Linked DNA regions of Mus musculus: region 2 is linked to region 1. The links are chromatin contacts, called in public HiCAR-type maps. All regions are on one chromosome and are shown on one strand. The core of a region is the stretch at or near the end of the contact, and the rest is flanking DNA. Distances in the headings are between cores, read along the strand shown.

Region 1 (7,030 bases), core at 2,435-4,934:
GGCTACAGGGAAGGGCACCAAAACATACCCATTTCCAAGGGCTGAACTCTGGAGGCCTGAGGTGGGTCTTTCTGATTCTTTTAGATTATTGTCCAATCCCAGTATGTCAGAGCATGGGTACTGGAAGGGAACATTGATTTGACTCCCTTCCTCTACGATGAGGTTTTTGGGGAGTGTCAAAGCCCAGAAGTCGGAAGAGACCACCCCACAGGGGTCTCAGAGGGCCTCCAGGAGCATAACCCCTCATTCCTGCACACAGAGTGTGATGACCCCCACCACCACACACAGCTCATGTCTCTTTAAGTGGAAGCTTGCCAGTGCCCAGATGCACTAGCTCAGAACTCTTTTTACATCCACTTTCAGAAGAGAGAAAAAAAGACGTTCTATAGTATTTGTCTGGGGGCTGTAGCTCTTACATTTTGTCATATGGCCTAACTTCCATAAGTTTAGTAACTAGATTCCCTGTCTGGGTCTCTTGTTTCCATCCCTTTACCCTGTTCCCACATGGCTTAAGCTGAGATCTATCAATACACCGCCAACATCCCTTGTGTGTGCACGTGGATTGAGAGTGATAAGGGAGTGAACACATCTCCTCTCGACACTGGCACACTGTGAAATAGAAGAGGTCCCTGGGAGCAGGTCAAATCCTTGTCTTTCAGAAGCTCAGATGGGTCTTGGAAGGGTTGGCCTAGAGGTTGCTCTTCTGTTGGTTGAGTGATGGGGATGTCAGGGTGAAGTGATGACTTCTGATGAAGAGACTTTCTGGAGCTGGGAATCTCCTCTTAATCTCTTTTCTCAAACTCTTGCCTGAGGAACGTCTCAGTTCCTGCCCCACTTGCCTTAGTGTTAAGATCCATAGCAACTTTGTATGTGTGTGGTATACATGTATGTGTTCACGTGTATATGCATGTGTGTGAGGGCCAGGGCTCCATATTGGATGTCTTTCTCAGTAGCTTCCCACTTCGATTTTTTAAATTTAATTTTAATTGAAAATAAAGTTATTTTCATACAATATGCTCTTCTAATGGTTTCCCCTTCCATTTTACAGGTCCACCCTACTTACTCACCCTTTCAACTTAAAGCCCTTGTAATCTTAAGAAAAAAAAAAGACATAAAAAAATAAAACAAATAATGGTAAAACAAAAACAATAAAAACAAACAAAACAAAATAAAGAAAGAAACAAAATCCAAGAACGATTTTGTCAAAGGCCTTTTCTCTATCAGTTGAGATGATCGTGTCCCACCTTAATTTTTTGAGACAAGTTTTTTCACTGAGTCTGAAGCTCACCAATTTCCACCAGGTTTCGTGGGTACACTTGTCTCTGTCCCACCCAGCATTGGAGTTCCAGGGCACACCATTGAGCTTGCCTTTACATGGATACTGGGTGTCCAAACGCAGGTCCCCATGCTTACATGATAAGCACTTCTTTCTTGACTGAGCTATCTCCTCTTTACCCCGTTTTGATACTGGTGGGATGGAGATGACAACCTCCACTGTCAGCTGGGAGCTACCCCAGGGCTGAGTTTAGAGTGAGCCTTCAGAGAGTCCCCAAATCTCGTAAGATTGCCTTTAGATTCTCTTTTGAATTTCCTTGCTGTTGTGACATATCTAGTAGGTGTCACTCCAAGGGGTTGGGAGGGGAAAGGTGCAAGTCTCTGGGTCAGGCTTCTAGCCATACACTCTGAATAGAATAGACCCATAATTGTATCTGGACACAACTCTCACCACTGCAAAGCCATCTCTCCCCCATGCCTTATAAGAAATGGTCCAGGCATAAAAGCTGAGAACTTTAGCTCCCAAGAGTTCTAGGGACAGTAACTCTCAGACGCTGCACTGTGTACAACTCTGCAGCTGTGGACTTATGCAATGCTTTTATTTTCCTTTTGTAAGCATATTCATTTATTCTTATTGTTGCTTGTGGACCCCTGACTAGATCCCCTGTATTTTAAACATCTTGAGTTTTCTAGTATGCTGGGTAGTGATTTACCTTGTCAGCAAGCCTTTTTGTTCAGGTTCATAAAAGACTAGAGTATAAATGATACGTTATAGTGCCAGTTCACAATCTATGAATTAAATAAAATATTCCTATACCCCAGGATCTCTGGGCTTCCCCAATTGTCAGACTCCCAATTGTTTTGTAATTTTCTCCTCATTTCCATGTGGTGGTTGGAGGCTGAGCATTGGAAGAAAGAAAGAAACACAACAAAGTCCACAGCTCTTACTACCCCAGTGCCTCTTCTGAACATTCTGTAGAGAGAGACTAGGGGTGCTCCCAAACTGAGAATGTGGCAGAGCGGGGGGGTCGAGTTCCTCCCCATATGATTCAGCAGCAGACACACAGCCATATCAGGAATCAGAAGATGCACAGAGCCTAGCCAGGGGCTTCTTGAAGGTGACCCTGATGTAAGGTGCTGGGACACCAGCTCAGCATCATCTTATTGAGTTCCCTGTGCTTAGGTTACAATTCATGAGGCACTTCCCACTCTGACCACCACTTCTGCCCTGCTCTGGAGTACCTCCTGTGGAGTTGACTCTTACATTAGCCTCTCATGGATCTCATTTCGGCTGTCTTCTTTATGATTCCTTGGTCCTGTGGCCTGAGATTTGAGTCTACCCAAAATGGTGAACTCCAGGACTCAAAATCTGAACTTTCTCCATATGAAGTGGATTTGAGTCAGAAGGAAGTCTGTGACCTATTGTGGGCAAGAAGCAAATATTTTATACATATGTATGGGTATATAAATGAATAACTATGTGTATGTATATGTCTCTATCTGCATGTACATATATCTACATGTATATATACACCCATATATATATACATATACATACATACACACATACACACACACATCTATATATACATAAATGTCTGTATGTAAATACACACATGCACACACACATATATACCCATTCACATATACACATATATATGTATATGTGTATACACACACACATATAGGCTTGTAAATTTGTACATATAATACATAATATGTACATCCACATATATACATATATTATCTGCATGCATGTACATACACATGTACATGTATGCATACAAAGATGCATATCTATATGTGTACACACATCACATATATTACATATACCATAGCTATCTTTGTGTATACATATACATATGTATGTATGCTCATATAACCTAATGAGGGAGTGAAAGCAGAATGATTCACCTTCCTCTGGGAAGCCTGAAGGGAAATTACTTCTAGGTACCCTTGCTGTGACACATACTATCTCTGCTGTGGGATTGGCCTACTGAAACTCTGATGCACACAGGAAGTGAGGCATCATTTCTTCCCCATCCTTTTTCTGGAGCTTGCTGGTTAGATAGTCTAGCCAAAATGGTGAGCTCTAGATTCACTGAGAGACCTAGTTACCACACATGTGAACACACACACACACACACACACACACACACACACACACACACACACACACCTCTTTGATATACATTGATTTTGATGAAAGTCATATTATATTTAGAACTTATCATTTAGTAATCTGTAGCTTACTATAGAACAAATCTGCTGGCATTGTTAATGGATGAAGACTAGCAGGTTGTCATAACAACCTTCCTCCATCCTTCCAGCCTAAGGGCTGTGTTGTAGTCCCAGCTATTTCCTTTGTGGCTTCTGTTGTCATAGCTTTAGACTCTGGGGTTTTCTCTGCTTTCCCTAAAGGAAACAATTCTGCCAGCACTCTGTTTTTGAGTGATACTAGAAGCTCTGCTCATTGCCCTGTGTGTTCAGATTCACCACACCAGGGTGTGTGTGTGTGTGTGTGTGTGTGTGTGTGTGTGTGTGTGAGACTCTTCATTCTGCAGAGCAGTGAGGAGGGCTGTGTCAATGGTAGTGTTTGAGGATATCAATCCCTGGGCACTTCAGGTATTAACAGAGAGGACCACTCATAGGGCTGGTTGCTGTGCTTGCTTCCTGTCCACTCATTGGAGTTCAACTCTCCCAGTTCCATCTTTCAGTGTGGTCCAAGGCTAGTGGGACCTTCTATGACCAAAAGAAGAAATCCAGGCTTGGAGACCCAATCAGAGTAAGATGTTGGGAGTGTCTGATTCCCAGAGCAGTTGAGGTGTATATTCTAAGGCTCCCATCTTTCCGTAGGTGACTGAACTCCAGGACTCTCCTCACATGCACTTGTCTTTCCATCCATTTTGAGACAAGCTCTACAATAACTCCTTCAGGAGACACTCCCTTATCTACTGTGTTACACACGAGGCATAAATTCTCTCTCTCTCTCTCTCTCTCTCTCTCTCTCTCTCTCTCTCTCTCTCTCACACACACACACACACACACAGACACCCCTACATCAGAGAAGCATGGCAGGGGAGGCATATAGCAGGATGTGTTGTGGCTGTTTGAGAAATTCGTGCCTTGAGTCAGAGAGGATGTGAGTGTGAGGGGAATGGGGAGGCTTCTGTTCTATTCCTCCTTTCACCGGAGCATTCCAGTCTCCCTCCCTACTAATATCAGTAACAGCACATGAAGCTGTGGGACCAGAAAACTTGATTGATGGTGACTTGAGACCTGAAGCTTTATTTCATTCCTGTAACAATGAGTGGAGATGGATGGACCAACCCTGGACTCAGATAATCTGTCATTCTTTAGTCCTAGCTGCCCAGTAAGGTAACCATCAGCCACAGGCAGCGTTTTAAGTTTAGATGAATTGAAACGAAAGAAAAAGAATCTAGTGCTCAGGCACTGGCTGCTTTTCGAGTGACTTGTAGCTTCTTAATGAGCCACTGAAGATGTGCAGGGACATTTCCATCATGGCAGAAAGAGCTAGTGGGACAGCAGTTGAAGATGTAGTATCAGTTCAAAGAGAGAAGGATGGAGCAAGCCACACTGGTTCCTTTTGATCGAATAAGAAACTGTCTTCTAGAACTCATTTATTTTTTTTTTCCAGTTATAACACATTTACTTTATTGTGGATGATTTCAGCTTTGACATATTGGCATTAGCATTCTTGGGTTTCTTATTTTTTGGTTGGTTTTCATTTTTTTCTTTCCATTTTTTATTAGGTATTTAGCTCATTTACATTTCCAATGCTATACCAAAAGTCCCCCATACCCACCCACCCCCACTCCCCTACCCGCCCACTCCCCCTTTTTGGCCCTGGCGTTCCCCTGTTCTGGGGCATATAAAGTTTGTGTGTCCAATGGGCCTCTCTTTCCAGTGATGGCCGACTAGGCCATCTTTTGATACATATGCAGCTAGAGTCAAGAGCTCCGGGGTACTGGTTAGTTCATAATGTTGATCCACCTATAGGGTTGCAGATCCCTTTAGCTCCTTGGGTACTTTCTCTAGCTCCTCCATTGGGAGCCCTGTGATCCATCCATTAGCTGACTGTGGGCATCCACTTCTGTGTTTGCTAGGCCCCGGCATAGTCTCACAAGAGACAGCTACATCTGGGTCCTTTCGATAAAATCTTGCTAGTGTATGCAATGGTGTCAGCGTTTGGATGCTGATTATGGGGTGGATCCCTGGATAAGGCAGTCTCTACATGGTCCATCCTTTCATCTCAGCTCCAAACTTTGTCTCTGTAACTCCTTCCAAGGGTGTTTTGTTCCCACTTCTAAGGAGGGGCATAGTGTCCACACTTCAGTCTTCATTTTTCTTGAGTTTCATGTGTTTAGGAAATTGTATCTTATAACTTGGGTATCCTAGGTTTTGGGCTAATATCCACTTATCAGTGAGTACATATTGTGTGAGTTCCTTTGTGAATGTGTTACCTCACTAAGGATGATGCCCTCCAGGTCCATCCATTTGGCTAGGAATTTCATAAATTCATTCTTTTTAATAGCTGAGTAGTACTCCATTGTGTAGATGTACCACATTTTCTGTATCCATTCCTCTGTTGAGGGGCATCAGGGTTCTTTCCAGCTTCTGGCTATTATAAATAAGGCTGCTATGAACATAGTGGAGCATGTGTCCTTCTTACCAGTTGGGGCATCTTCTGGATATATGCCCAGGAGAGGTATTGCTGGATCCTCCGGTAGTACTATGTCCAATTTTCTGAGGAACCGCCAGACGGATTTCCAGAGTGGTTGTACAAGCCTGCAATCCCACCAACAATGGAGGAGTGTTCCTCTTTCTCCACATCCTCGCCAGCATCTGCTGTCACCTGAATTTTTGATCTTAGACATTCTGACTGGTGTGAGGTGGAATCTCAGGGTTGTTTTGATTTGCATTTCCCTGATGATTAAGGATGTTGAACATTTTTTCAGGTGCTTCTCTGCCATTCGGTATTCCTCAGGTGAGAATTCTTTGTTCAGTTCTGAGCCCCATTTTTTAATGGGGTTGTTTGATTTTCTGAAGTCCACCTTCTTGAGTTCTTTATATATGTTGGATATTAGTCCCCTATCTGATTTAGGATAGGTAAAGATCCTTTCCCAATCTGTTGGTGGTCTCTTTGTCTTATTGACGGTGTCTTTTGCCTTGCAGAAACTTTGGAGTTTCATTAGGTCCCATTTGTCAATTCTCGATCTTACAGCACAAGCCATTGCTGTTCTGTTCAGGAATTTTTCCCCTATGCCCATATCTTCAAGGCTTTTCCCCACTTTCTCCTCTATAAGTTTCAGTGTCTCTGGTTTTATGTGAAGTTCTTTGATCCATTTAGATTTGACCTTAGTACAAGGAGATAAGTATGGATCGATTCGCATTCTTCTACATGATAACAACCAGTTGTGCCAGCACCATTTGTTGAAAATGCTGTCTTTCTTCCACTGGATGGTTTTAGCTCCCTTGTCGAAGATCAAGTGACCATAGGTGTGTGGGTTCATTTCTGGGTCTTCAATTCTATTCCATTCGTCTACTTGTCTGTCTCTATACCAGTACCATGCAGTTTTTACCACAATTGCTCTGTAGTAAAGCTTTAGGTCAGGCATGGTGATTCCACCAGAGGTTCTTTTATCCTTGAGAAGAGTTTTTGCTATCCTAGGTTTTTTGTTATTCCAGATGAATTTGCAAATTGCTCCTTCTAATTCGTTGAAGAATTGAGTTG
Region 2 (7,030 bases), core at 1,738-4,237, 250 kb after region 1:
ATAAGAGGTTAACTTTTTTTGTTGTTGTAAAGAATCATACTGTCCACAGAAGTAGGTAGCAGCCAAAGGCATAGTTCCACACGCTGCTAGTAAGAGCTGAGCTCTCTACCCTGGACCAAGCCATGATTCCCCATTTTCTGCAGAAAATAATTTTTGTATAATTTGTAATTTATCTAGAAGAGATTCCACATATTTAAACAGGGGGTTAATAGAAAGGGAATCGTTTAGAAAATGGAACACAAATACCTAATTTAAAAAAAAAAGAAAATGGAACACATAGAGTCAAGAGCATGGGTGTGGGCAAATCAAGCCAGGCTTTGTTTTAGGGAGCTTCTGAAATTACATCTTAAATGGTTGCTAAATGTGATTATAAAGTGCTTCTTCGCTGGATAGATTACAGTTGACAAGGTGAAATACAGTCTTACAAGTGTTTCATGAGGAATCAAAGTATGATTTACTACAAACAAAATATATAATCTTGGTCGTGGAATTTCTAGATAGTTGTAGGTTTACAAGTGAAAAAGAGTTACGACTATTCCGGATGGCCACATATGCCTAAGCCCTAAGTGTGGATCACTCTGATTTTATGGAAATACCTTAAACTATGCTAGATTTCTTAACTAGTAGTTGACAAGAGAGTTCAATTTGACTCCAGGGCAGGAGATGCCCTCTCAACTTTGTCTTTCTATCCCACCTCAAATATTTGTAGGATTATTTCAGTCCAGGCAGTCTATGGCAGCTATGCTGATTTCACTGTTGGGGAAGAAAAAGATAATATGTAATTGAACTGTAAACTAGGAGGAAAAGAGCATGACTGTGTCCCCATAAATTGTTATTTAAAGATACATAGACTCCAGTTTCACCACCCTGGTCTAAATGATAACATTAGTCTTGATAGTTTTATTTTTATTTCTTTTCTGCAGGCCTTTTCTGGAGTCCTACATTCAGCTGGTCTGACTGTGTTTGTCATTCTCTATGTGTCCTGCCTTGCTGGCTGTATGCATCCTGCCTTGCTGGCTGTATGCATCCTGCCTTGCTGGCTGTATGCATCCTGCCTTGCTGGTGGCATCTGGGAGCTTCACTGCTGTCAGGCTTTGGGACTCAGCTTCTCAGCCTCTACCTCTTCCTCTTTCTAGCTTTGCTCCTCTGTTTAGCTGGAGGATTTTTTTAAAGTAACTTCCTAAAAATGAGGGTGTGTTTAGGAGATAAACTATCTCAAAATGTTTAAATGTTACCCTGATATTTGTAGATAGTTCAGATAAGTGATGGGTTCCAGATTAAATATTTCCTCTGAATTTTCAAGGCTTCCTCCAGCTTTTTTGTAACTTGAAGCATTTCTACTGATTGCCATTTCAATTGTATTTGTGCACTATCTTAACTATTCTTTCTCCATCCTTACTTCATGGCTCTGAGATCCCTGGGGACACCTTAGCAGCATGGTCATTTTCATTTGCATATGTCACCTGTGTCTTCTAGAGTTTCTAATTCCTCTGCCTCCTCCTTCTGGGTGGGTGCTGGACTTTCTGCATCTGAAGGCAGAAGATAGCTATGGGCTTCAGCTTTCCTATGTTCATGTCTTGTTCCTTCCTTCTGTGGCATCAGATCTCTGGGAACCTTGGATACGTTGAGTAATTTGTTCAGTATATTCCTCTGGGGTCTTTAAATTAACTCTTCTTTATTGTCAACCATTTTCCATACATCGATTTATCCCATCTTCTATAATCTAATTAAACATGACCATTCACTTTCGCTTTAAGACATTTTTTCCCACAGGATTTAATGTCTCAGGTGAACAAGAAGGGAAGTGCTCATGTTTAAGCTGTCACATTTAACTAGAAGTTCATGTACATGAGTTGCCTTCCCTAAAATCTGTCTGCTTTTCCCTATAATAACCCTGTGTCCACCTGTTCACCCACGGTACCCTTCATACCAACTCAAGAAAGCATGCTATAACTTCATGTGGTGTGAATGGGAGAGTGGGTGGGGATTGAACCTAGGGCTTCATTCGTGTAGGCAGATGCCCTACAGTTAAGCCACAACTGTGTGTTTATTAAAGAAATGGTTTGACAGGAGATGGTCTGGGAGAAGATGGCTGAAGAGAAAGCTGAACTCAGATGATGAAGGGTACCAGGCTGAGCACAGTGAGTTCGCCTCTCTTAAAAGTTCACGCGTGTTGTCTCATCGTTGGTGTAGGTGACAGTGTAGTTTGTCTTGGCCAAAATGAGTCAGAAAGAACTTTTTTGTGTGTCTGTGGTATGGAGGCTGTTTTCGAGGAGTCTCATGTGGTGGGATACGATGGTATGAACTGGAGCGCAGAGCGTTGGCGGAGGAACAATTAAGATCACCTAAGGCAGGGTCCGGTATGGAGACTTAGAGAAGCTTCTCAGTCATTGCTGGTTCACCGGGCACAAACAGAGACGCTCACAAAAGACTTGGGGAGCACAGGGGATAAGTAGGGTTTTATTTTTCTATTTGGGGCAATAAGGCAACATCCAATTAAAAATGATTAGCAAACATGTAGTGGAAACTGGGTTTATGGGAAGGATTTTGAAGGAGAGAATGCCAGGAAGAGGTGTAGTTACTTTCTCAAGTTCATGTAGCTGTCAACTGGCAGACCCAGAATCCCAGAAGTCAGGTCTGCATAAGCCCCCATAGTCACTACAAGTATGTACAGACTGTAAAATTTTGTCAGCTTGAGACTCAGAGGTTTGAGGTTTGCTTTGGGGGAAACTCACTAAGGCAAGTGCCTACCCTAGAACGATGGTATAATTACCACAGAGAGCCAATAAGATGTGGGTGAAGACTATTGATGTGCTCATTCACCAGGATCTAGCCTGGGCCAGGTCGTCTTCCTGGCTGAGGCTGACGCCCTTCCTGCTTTCACTTGGATGGTTTCTCCAACAGCGCTGGCTACACTTTCGACAGTTACACTTTCTACCCTGCCCACCGCTATGGTTCAAGCCAGAGAAATCTGTGGCCCAGCAGAAATTCTCAGAACAAAACTGGGGCTCACATCCTGCCTGCTTTTCTCCTCATTCTTGCTCAACAGCTCAGCCTGAGAGAACCACAAAGAAGCAGAGTCTGCATTTTTCTAACGTGCCCTGGACAGGGAAGGGCTCTGCGCTCTGGGCTCAGGCTCTTTTCTGCATGCCCTCCATACTGTTTGGCATAACGTTGGGTTCGTGGCTTAGGCTAGGGGAGGAAGAGGAAGCAGACACCTTGGGAGTGGAGGCGTGGAGTGTGTAGGTTGTGAAACAGTATGTGAGAAGCCTCTAGAACCAGCAAAGAAAGTTTTGTTTCTGGAATTCATAATTCATGGTTTGCACACTCAACATTTCTGTTACTTGAAATTATGATAAAAATCTATGTCATCCTATGGGCTTGCACATGTGTTTTATATGAAAAAGAAATTGCAAGCCTGTTATGGTTTCCTCTTCTTAAGTGTGGTCTAATTTTGTGAAGAACAGTAGCGTGGCAGGACTGAATCATAGGAAATGTGGACATGCCTGTTCTATACCACGATTATAACACCCTGGCAAGGAGTCTTGAGCTCTCGCTGAGAAGAGGGTATTCGTTGATTCTGGGTACTGTTTTCTTTCCTTTCTCAATAGAGTCTCTTTAATTTCATCTGTCAGAAAAAAAAAGCATGAGTCCTATGTTTGAATCTCTCTTCTTTATTTCTTACTGGCTTGTAACTTGGTCTCTTCAAATCCTCATTGTCTCATTTTAAATGTGGATAAGAAGGTTATCTTCATACATGCACATGAACACACACACACACACACACACACACACAGACAGAAAGACAAAAAGAGAGACAAAGACAGGGATCGAGAAAGAGAGGAATGGGAAGGGGAGAGGAAGAGGTAGAAGGAGAGGGAGAAAGATTACACTTAGTAGCTGCTGATGTCATGTTTAATTTTGAACTGTTTTGATAGTTTTCCTTTTTTCCTACTGATAGTTACACACACACACACACACACACACACACACACACACACACACACACTCACACACACACCAGCAACAATTTACTGTACATTGAAAATTCAAGGGAGGAAACTGTAGGTGTTTATGTTTTGGATTTTATTTTTAAACATTACAAAAATGTTCCATTCACAGGATTTTGACATTAAGAATGAGGAAACATTATTTATATCTGAGTCAGTATGAAAACATTACACATATGATTTCAGTTCTATAGTATACACATTTAAAACAAAAGTATATTGGAGAGGTGATAGAGGGAGAAGGGCAGGAGATGATAGGAAGCACAAATATGGATGAGTTATTAAAAACTTGTCAATGCTGAGAGACAAGGGACTTAACATGCCACTATTTACACGTCAATGGCTTTAGTTTTACTTTATGAGTACTCAGGTCAAATTTATCCAAGTATCTTCTCCTTCCTTCCCTTCCTTTTCCCTTCCTCCTCCACCCATCCATTCATCTTCCCCTTCTTTCTTCCTTCCTTCCTTTCTTTCCTTCTTTCCTTCCTTCCTTCCTTCCTTCCTTCCTTCCTTCCTTTCTTCTTCCTTCCTTCCTTCCTTCCTTCCTTTCTTTCTTTCTTTCTTTCTTTCTTTCTTTCTTTCTTTCTTTCTTTCTTTCTTTCTTTCTTTCTTTCTTCCATCCCTTCCTACAACATATCCAGCCCACACATCTACTAACCCACTCACTCATTCCATTCTTTCACCCATCCATCCTTTCATCTATCCATGCTTCCAACCAATTCATTCACCTATAAACCTATGCATACTCCCCATTCACCCATCATCCATCCCTCTATGACCCAATTCATCCATTGATCCGTCCTTCATCCCACCTATTCATCAGTTTCTCTTCTGAGTTAATAAACTACTAAATACACCCTATCTATTTGGTCATATCCTAGGCACTAGTGATACAAGTACTCAAGCCAATGCAGGCTTTCAAGAGATCATGACTTACAGAAGATACAGTTAAGTAAACAAACAGAACAACAGTGGAAAATAATGAGTGGCTGACACAGATGTGGAATTGTAGACAGCTTAATAAAGGACATATCCCTGAAATGGGTCTCAGAGAAAAATGGAGTAGTTTGTTAGGAAATTAAAGTTTCTAGGTTTTGGAGAGATTAAGAATGTGTTATAAGCAGAGTAAGCAGAGTACATTCTGAACAACTGTTGTAGAGACATGGTGCTCTCTGAATAGGAAACCAGTTTATTTGAAACTGTTCCCTATGTTCGTGAAACCAGTATAATAGATAGTTAAGGTTCTGGTTGTTGGGGGCAGATATATGTGAGCTCAAGTTTGATTGACTAAGATGGACTTGGTCAAAATATTTAACCTCTATGGGCTCTACCTACTTTATACTTAACAGAAAGCTAGAAGTCAAGAGTCATGAGCTAAAGTATATTGAGAGAACACATGTAGCACCTTTGTGCATTGCACAGAGGAGACCCTCAACTTGGACCTAGTTTTAAAATACCAATGTATTGGATCTTTGGTCTAGCAGAGCCTTGTTGGCATAGCGAGCAAGTCAGATGATGGGGGAGAAGATGCCTCTGTGAATAGAGTAAATATGACTTATGACTTTCCAACTTTTTTGCTGAAGCTTTAGGAAACTTCTCTGAATCATAGTAACACATTTAGTGATGCGGAAACTGGCCTTTGGGTTCACCTCCCTCTGTTTGCTTTGGCTGGTGTGGAGTCAAACAGAGGACACTTGCTGTCTCTTTTGCTGACTGCCACTTGTGAGAAAAGCTAAAGCATAAATGTGTGAGAACAAAGCTCAGTGCTTTGTTAAGCACAGAGGTGTTTCTGATAATATAACGGAGCAGTACGGGATATTGAATGGAAAGGACATTGTACATCCTTCTCTGGTTGGTGGAAAAGACCCCCAACTTCAGGTTATAGAAAGCAAATAGATGGGTTAGGGATATAGCTCAGTGGTAGGAGATTTCCTAGTACACACTAGGTTCTAGGTTCAATCCCTAACACCAGGGGGAGAAGAGGACATAGAGACATTTTAAAAACAAGACAATCTGCAGTAGGCTGTTTATTTCATGGAAACACTATCACATTACTAAGTGAGCTGGGCAGCAATTCATATCCACAGAATAGTTCTCTAGTTCAGAATTACTTCTTCTTGTTACTCTTAGTCTTCAGTGTGCATAACAGTCTCCTTGGAAGAACATGGTCTCCTACTCTTGACTTTCTGACACAGTATGTCCATGATGGGGCTCAAGAAGCATCATTTTCTTAAGTTCTCAGGTGGTACTAGTGTTATTATTCCAGAGAGGCCATACTGAGAACCACTGGCTCAGGAAGAAGGGACCAAACAATCTTAGCATTCTCCCAAGGTATCTACCTTCAGCAGCCACTCTCCTTTTGTGTGCTTTGTAGGTATACTTTCTATGGAATATGGAGAAATAACATATATGAATCCTAGAGGGAAACTTGGCTACAGTCGGGGGAAGAGGACAGTCGAAGTGTTGGAGGACACTGAGGTGTTCTCTGAGGTCTTAAGTGCAGGCGTGCCTTTCTAAGGTCCCAAAGCTTTCTTCAGCTAACAATGCAACTCAACACAAGGGGAAGTCAGTAGCTTTTGATAAACTGAGGTGGTGAGTTGAACACTTCCACTTCCAGTTTCTCCTTAAATAACAAAGCAAAGTTAATTTTAGCCTTAGCAGAGAGTTGCATCAAATGTCTAAAACAACAGTGAAGGGATGATAAGAAGATTGGAAGTTAGAAAGCGGTTAGGATGTAAGCTATCTTTAGAAACTCCAAGGATGCTGCTCTGTAAGTTAGCAGAAGATGGAGAACACGATCCTCACCCAATTTCTCAGAAAGTTCTGGATTCTGGAACTTCTGAACAGACTGAAGTTGAGCCTTAAAGAAAGAAAACGTGTTGAAGGTGTGGGCTAGGAACCTGGGAATGCTTAATTTTGTTCCTGCCTACTACATTGAGTGATACCTCTTCCTATGTACTAGTATACAGTTGGTGTGTTAAGCTCTAAAGGCAACCAATCAAAAAGGTTCTGGACCAGTA

The links. HiCAR-type assays count read pairs that join an accessible place to other places.
Region 2: a HiCAR-type map of Th17 cells shows a contact between it and region 1, with 2.8 times the contacts expected there. The contact joins two enhancer-like sites. A contact is called at or near these places in 3 of 115 datasets of contacts at active chromatin or transcription factors (CD8 T cells, Th17 cells and effector CD8 T cells).

The regions. Positions count from the first base shown.
Region 1 is chr4:63,640,892-63,647,921 of GRCm38.p6, forward strand. No RefSeq gene overlaps it. Among named protein-coding and RNA genes, the nearest start is that of Gm11482, 10 kb to the left of the region's middle. Within about 2 kb of position 3,685, at least 13 of the 459 cell types and tissues checked have an H3K27ac peak or open chromatin away from gene starts, as enhancers often do. A contact at or near this core is called in CD8 T cells and Th17 cells, where this site is marked.
Region 2 is chr4:63,896,259-63,903,288 of GRCm38.p6, forward strand. No RefSeq gene overlaps it. Among named protein-coding and RNA genes, the nearest start is that of Tnfsf8, 38 kb to the left of the region's middle. Within about 2 kb of position 2,988, at least 52 of the 459 cell types and tissues checked have an H3K27ac peak or open chromatin away from gene starts, as enhancers often do. A contact at or near this core is called in CD8 T cells and Th17 cells, where this site is marked.